Linked DNA regions of Ovis canadensis: region 1 is linked to region 2. A link is a contact called in public Hi-C data. All regions are on one chromosome and are shown on one strand. Each heading gives the region's core, a stretch centred on a gene start, on an enhancer-like site or on the middle of the called end of the contact. The rest is flanking DNA. Distances are from core to core; before and after follow the strand shown.

What was found. Hi-C and Micro-C count contacts between places; a contact is called where the count stands out from the background.
Region 1: a Hi-C map of fibroblasts shows a contact between it and region 2, with 4 times the contacts expected there. The contact joins the enhancer-like site here to the promoter of SLC2A3 in region 2. A contact is called at or near these places in 2 of 2 Hi-C or Micro-C datasets (fibroblasts and lung).

Annotation. Positions count from the first base shown.
Region 1 is chr3:213,327,550-213,330,936 of ARS-UI_OviCan_v2, forward strand. No RefSeq gene overlaps it. Among named protein-coding and RNA genes, the nearest start is that of FOXJ2, 29 kb to the right of the region's middle. Within about 2 kb of position 1,767, the one cell type or tissue checked has open chromatin away from gene starts, as enhancers often do. A contact at or near this core is called in fibroblasts, where this site is marked.
Region 2 is chr3:213,267,848-213,271,633 of ARS-UI_OviCan_v2, forward strand. It overlaps SLC2A3 (solute carrier family 2 member 3), which reads right to left and starts at 2,128. Exons shown (of 10, transcript XM_069585800.1): 1 at 1,795-2,128. The coding sequence starts at 1,809.

The DNA of each region.
Region 1 (3,387 bases), core at 517-3,016, 59 kb after region 2:
AGTTAACATTTTTATTTGAAATAAAGTCAGAATTTTTCTGACACAAACCAAGTATGATTTGGCATACTGCCTTGCCCAAGGACAATGGCTTTGTCACGCAGTTGATAATTTTACATATGGAATGAGTTATGTTTGTAATCAAAGGTTTAAAAAACTCTACAGGAACCCACATATATGGTTGTAATTTCTCATTTTAAAAAATCTTTATTTTTAAAGGATTATTTTTTACCTTTCTGATTTTTGTCTCTGCTGGGTCATTGCTGTGGGGGCTTTTCTCTAGTTGCAGCAAGTGGAGGCCGCTCTCTAGTTGGTGCACAAGCTCTATGGTTTGTCGGCTTCAGCAGCTGCACTTCTCTGGCGGTAGAGCACAAGCTCAGTAGTTGTGGCACATGGGGAACTTCAGCATTGGCAGGCTGATTCTTTACCACTGAGCCACCAGGGAAGCTCTTAAAAGTGGTGTTTTTTTTTTTTTTTTCCCTCTTTGATGTGGACCATTTTTAAAGTCTTTACTGAATGTGTTACAATATTGCTTCTATTTTATGTTTTGGCTTTTTGACCGCAAGGCATGTGGGATCTTCGTTCCCTAACCAGGGATCAAACCCACAGCCCCTACATTGGAAGGTGAAGTCTTAACCACTGGACCGCCAGGGAAGACCCATGTATGGTTGTAATTTAGGGGCAAGAGGAGCCTGAAATACAGCCGCAATTACAGGCTAGCTCTGCTCCTCAACCAGAGGGAGGGGCATGTTTTCTCTGCACAGAGGGAGGGTCCCTAGAAAACTGCCCATTCCGCTTCCCGCCCCCCCAGGCACCCCTTTTCTCAATCTGCACAAAGGTGCCAGAAAGGCTAACAATAGCCCTGAAACCCATCGAGACAGCAGAAACTCATCCCGGAAAGTAATTAAAACATTTTAGATATCAACTTAAAAATGAGTGTGTGTGAGGGGGAGGGGTAGATGGGGGGGCGGGGCAGGGGACAGGTTGTATAGTTTTTCAAAATTATTTTCTGAGTCAACAAGCCAAAACGGAGATTACTGTATCTGTCTCTCCTTCCATGTTGCTCGGGCGCACACACCCCTGCCCAAGTCTCTGCCTTTCTCTGATTCTTATATCACATCAAAGCCCATCCGTTCCTTTAACCTTCTGCCTGATCTTTCGCCTAAGCGTTCTCAAGTTTATTCTTTTCTTTTGCGGGCGCTGCCAATTCACTTCTAGGACCACACACTCGAGCCTGACTAAATACACCAACCCATCATTAGCTCATCTCGGCTGGATTCTCATTTCCACCTCCTGTAAACCCACAAGAGCAGGGAGGGTGCCCCAAAGGCACACACTGCCACCTAGCGGCCGATGGTTTACCAGGCGACTGGGGCGACCCCGGGCGTTTGGCAGGGGCACCAGGGCGGAACCGCCAGCGTTAGCTCCCTCCGCTGGGGTCATGGCCTTATCTCTGTTCGGAAACATCTTTCCACGTCTTTTTCTCTCAAAATTCATTCCATCTTTCAAAGTCCAGCGTAAACGTCATTTCTTTTTTTTGATCTTCCAAGGAAGAGGACCCCACTCCTCTACAAGTCTCAGCGTGGGTTCAGCTGTTTCACTGGAAGGCCTGGAGAGCCACACTGCCTAATCCCAACTCTTTCTCTTCCTCTAGTCCTTCAAAGACTCGGGGCCTCTGAAGTGTGTGCCATCAGGATATTGCAGTCTGTGATCCCCTGGGCCACTTCCCTTCATTCCCTGGAAATCTGAAAACCTGACTCATTCTCCTGGTTACACAACGCCTGCTGTCATCATTCCTAGCGGCTGCGTCATCCCTGGAAACAGTTCAGCCCTGTGTTGGCCTCAGTTCCTTGTCCGCTCATTTCCAATCATCCTATTTTCCAGTCCACCTCGCACTCATTTTCATGGTGACACCCTAGCCTGAGTCATTAAAAATAAATGCTTTTCTTCCCAAACCTCTGTTTCTTGAATCTCACACTGATCATGGCCTCTCCAACAATTTTTTTTTTTTTAATGTGGACCATTTTTAAAGTCTTTCTTGAAATTGATAGTGCTTCTGATCTCGTGTTTTGGCCATGAGGCATGTGGGATCTTATTAGCTCCCTGATCAAACCCGCACCCCCTGCTTTGAAAGGCAGTTTTAACCACTGGATGGTCAGGGAATTCTCCTTTAACCATTTCTTAATAGGAGCAGGATCTCTAAGTTATTAACTCTATTAAATTTTCACTTCATCACCCTTCTATTTTTACTTTCCATATCCCCTAACTTAAATGGTTAGATTCATCACTATAAGCACTACTTTGCAAAAACTTGCAACTCCTTAACACTTTTCTCCCTCCTGTTATATTCCTGGGTAAAACCCCAACCCTTGGTTAAATCCAACTCTAGTTACTCTGCTTGCTTGCATTCACTAACTAAATAAATATAACTGGAGAAAAACCTGCAACCATGCTAACTGGTATCACATTGAATTAGATGATAATCTCAAGTGAGCTCTCGGAACTGCTCTGCAAAGCTTTATTTTCCCAAATTCACTCCCTATTGTATAACAATTTCACACCTTTTCCTCCCACCTCAAATTTCCAAGATCTCCTTGTCCTTTTTCACACTGAGTTGATAATCTCATTTCTTATTTCTTTGAAAAACGAAAGAAATTTCTCACCATTCTAATTCATTATCAAATCTACCTGAATCAGTATCCACACTCTCAGCTTGCTTCTTGTTGAAATGGATGAACTGTCTCCTGCTCCCCGGCTCAGGAAGATCCCCTGGAGAAGGAAATGGCAACCCACTCCAGTATTCTTGCCTGGAGAATCCCATGCACAGAGGAGCCTGGTGGGCTACAGTCTGTGGAGTCGCACAGAGTGGGACACGACTGAGCGACTGGACAACAACCACCCATCGGCTAAGGCTGGTCCCTCCACCACAGAACTGACTCCTTTCCCTCTCACCTTACTCAAGAATTTCATCCTAAACACATTTCCCTTATATCATCTCATTTCCCTTTCTACTAGATCAATACCATCATATCCCTTAACAACACTCTCCTTTAGATAAAGACAGACTTCAAAAAAGTAGATGCTTCTGAGAAGGTGAGATGTTGGCAGACTCTTACAATACATACGAGATTCTATTTCTCAAGCAGGGTGGGTATCAAGGTGTCCATTTTAAAGATTCTTGCCTTTTTCATAAAGATGGTGCTGAAAGCGAGGGAAGCGGTGCTGAAAGACATCTACATCTGCCTCTGAAGGCAGCCCAACACCCCTGGAAGAGCACTCCCAGGAGGAGGAGGCCTGACCCTGTGCCACCATCAAGGCCTGCTGACCTGGGTGATCCATGAAGAAGACAACAATATACTTGTGTTCACTCTGGGGTCAAGGCCAACAAGC
Region 2 (3,786 bases), core at 878-3,377:
TATTCTGCTGTTATCTGAAAATTGTGTAAATCTTCATTAGGTTGAACTGGTTCATAGTGCTTTTCAGGTCTACCACATTCTTTTACTTTTCTGTATATTCATTCTATTAATTTTTGAGTTTGATATTGAAAATTCCAACTAAAAATCTTGATATATCTACTGAAAAAAATTTTAATATATGTGTAACTTCGTTCTGTATTTTCCAAGTCTCCTGTAAATGTGTTATTATACATTCATAATTTAAAAAAGAGAAATACCATGAAGATAAAATTTAAAAAAAGAAAATTAAAAAACAAGAGATTAATGTACTAGAACTCAGCTGGTTGGTAGTATGAAAACAACAACTTAACCGTTTAGGTAGTGAATAAGGAACACAAAAGAACTGAAGAGCTTATCTGGTGATATAGATGATCATGAAGAGTAAACCTGGGGAAATTCTGGAAAGAAAATTTTAGAAGGGACAAGTTAGGAGAACTGGGTTAGTCCATTTGTAAGTATTCAAACAGCAGCCCCAGGTAAATAAATCCCCAGGCAAGCACAGAATTGTGCTCAGGGATAGAAAAAACTGAGGGCAGACAGCAAAGCCTTAGGATTGTTCTTAGAACAGATTATTCTGCGACCAGCTAGAGCCTGTGTAGGCTCACCCGTACCCCAAATTCCACAAAAGCACGAGTGGTACTGATGTGTCGTCATCACCAGGCTGCTCGCAACTCTGGGTCACAGAATCTGCAGGATCCGCCCGCCGTACCACCGTACCCTTCCTTGGTCCCATCTGAAATTCTTCCCGTTCCCTTAAAGAGGTACTGCTATCCCCCACCCACCCACCAGGGGGCGAGAACAAGCTGACTCCCAATCCAAAATGGAGACATTTTGTGAGGGGGCTGTGCTGAAACCAACCCAGTCATCACTCACCTTGTCGGGGATAATTCTAGTAGGTGTGATCTTAATTTCCACCCCAAGAGAGCTCAGTTTTTATGCCTGAGAGCTCCCCGCCCCCGCCAACCCTTTCTCATCTTAAACTCCTTCCCTATCAAGTCAGGCAGTGGCAGGCCTCGAGTTAACAGTTCCCCCAAATTGACCTTGCCTCCACCGGCATCTAAGTACCCCCGAGGCCAGCGGGGGCAGCGCTTTCTATTTCATTCACTCCTTTTAGTAGAAACCTCTTATTTTCTCTCATCATTTAACTCCTGAGGGCCTTCCTACTTTTTCATCCCTTCTCCCATCTTTTATTTTCAGATAAATTACCTTAGTGAAAATGCCCTTCTCCCAGCAAATACCGCATCCACAACACTCAATAATAAATATACTGTGCTGTTACAATCATGGAATTCTCTCTCGTTAGGTAATTCAGGGAATCCCACAAGTCATAGAACAGATGATGGCTGGACACCGACCCGGCACCCCGAAAACAAACCTCAGGTCTTTTCAAGGTCTAAAGCATCAACACCACCATACGCCCCCGATCCCCTGAACGCTCAACTTCACATCCTCAAAAGCATGTAATTGTATTAAAGAAAACACAAACACACACACCCATGTGTGTAATACAAACAACTTCTCCAGGTGACTTTTCCCACACCAAGAAGGTGAATGGAACTGGGATAAATCCTTCATAGGACATGACATCCGAAAAGAATTGTGGAAGTGCGGCACTGCAGGCTGGGAGAGCAATGGGAAAGGCTTCCAGATTGCTAGGTGACTCCGCGGAACAGAGCTCAGCCAACGCCGGTATAGCTTGCCTTTCCAAGTGCAACCCAAGCCGGCAAAAATAACCGGTAACCGTATCGCTCTTACCTTCGTGGTCCCCATGGCCCTAATTTAATTCTTTTCAAATCTTCGATAAAGATCTAGGAGTGGGACTCCAGAGACCCCTCTTCCAGGCAGCAAAACCTCCAAAATGTCCTCTATCGGCGGCAAGTTTTCCTCCAGGTCCTCAGTAGCGGAGCCTATATCTCATGCGCCTATATAAGCTTCGGAGAGGGCGGAGCCCGGGAGACAAGCCCCCAGCCCCACCCTACCCGCCTCCAATCTTTGGAGCTCCTCGTAAGTGTAGACCTCAAACACTGCCCCCTCCCTAGGCAACACCCCCCAACCCACCCTTCAAGCCTGCTTTGAAAAACCACATCCTGCCCCCACCCTACTTCATTTTTTTTTTTTAAAGCTTCTCCTCCTTCCCCGTTTTAAGAGCACGTTTCACAGACAAAATGCTACCAGAAAAACCCTGGAGGGAGGGCAGATACACTTTATTTTTTGCTCTCGCAAGGGCTCAGAATTGAATCAATCCGTAAAAAGGTGAGAATAAAGGCTATCCATATTCGGCAAAGGTCGCTGGATGTGAACAGAAAACATTCATAATCCTATGACTTTATCAGCTGCTCTTTGATTGCAGGCTGTGTCTACAATCTTGGAGGGGAGGGAAGGACAGTCTGGAGAAGGAAAGCCAAAGAAGGAAGAATTGGAAGAGCTTTTGGCTCCACTTGCCCTCTGACTTAGCATAGTCTCTCCTGGGAGAAAACCTGAATATCCAGGAGCCAAACCAATTCTTCCTGGGTTCCAGGAAGCAGAGAATCAGCTGGCCTGGGACACAATCCACACTCCTGAAAATGTTGTTCACCAGCTTCCCACCCAGCTGAATCCCACCCACTCTGCAGTGTTTTGCCCCTAGTCCCATGTTGACAGCATCTAGAGAGAGAACAGCTGTAAGGTTCCATTAAACAGGTATTTTATTTGCAGAGCACAAACTGTGTATCAGAAAGAAGTTGGGGATTCATCATTAGAGAAGATCAAAAAATCCAGGCCCTCAGGAATCGACGGTGCTCCCCTTCTTCCACTTCAAACATTCAAGAGGGACCAGGGCAACTGCTTCTTACACAGCTGGAGAGAACTGCCAACATCCTATTCCTTCTAGGCTGTGAGAGAAAAGCATGAGATACACATCTGATTTCCAAGCCATACAAGAGAAGTGAGCAAGATGAGGAGGAAAAAGATAGAAGGAAAATGAGAGCAGAGGAAGATGAAGGAAAATAAAAGGCCAGTGAAGTGACTCCCATGTGAGAGTAAAGGAAGGGGGACAGTTTAGTTGTAGTTAAAGAGTTGGGTGAGCAATTATGTCAGGCCTTTATGGTGGGAAATTATCAATAGTCAAGTTCCCAATGCCTATTAATCTGTAGCCTAGCAACCCCAGCCGGGGGAAGAGGGGCAGAAACAGGTGAAGAGGTAGAATTTGGCTGGAGGAGTCACTGCTGATAGTGTATCTTCCTTTGGGGTTTTGGTTGGGCACCTGGAATCCAAACTGGCACTACGGGGCCTGAAACAAACCACCTCATGTGGTCTGTCCTTAAATGAGGATTAAAAAAAAAAACCAACTGAAGTATAATTGACTGACATTTTTATATTAGTTTTAGGTGTACAACATACTGATTCGGTATTTTTTATTATTTTGGGGGGATAAAAGTTTTTTGTTTTTATCTTTTTAAACTTTTTCTTCTATATTGGAGTATAGCCGATTAACAATGTTGTGATAGTTTCAGGTGGACAGAGAAGAGAACTCAGTCACACCTGGTTTGATATTTATATACGTTACAAAATTATCACCACTAAATGAAGGCATTATTCAGTCTGGCTGTTAGCGGAGAAAACTGGCGATGAGTGAAACGTGACTTCCAAAAAAACCTTCCCATGAGTCCTGCCTCCCCTCCCCCGCGTCACCCCCCTGTATTCCAGGAAACCCTGAGCCAGGAGGCCCCTTTAGTTACCACAGCAACTGAGTTTAGCAGCCTAAGGACA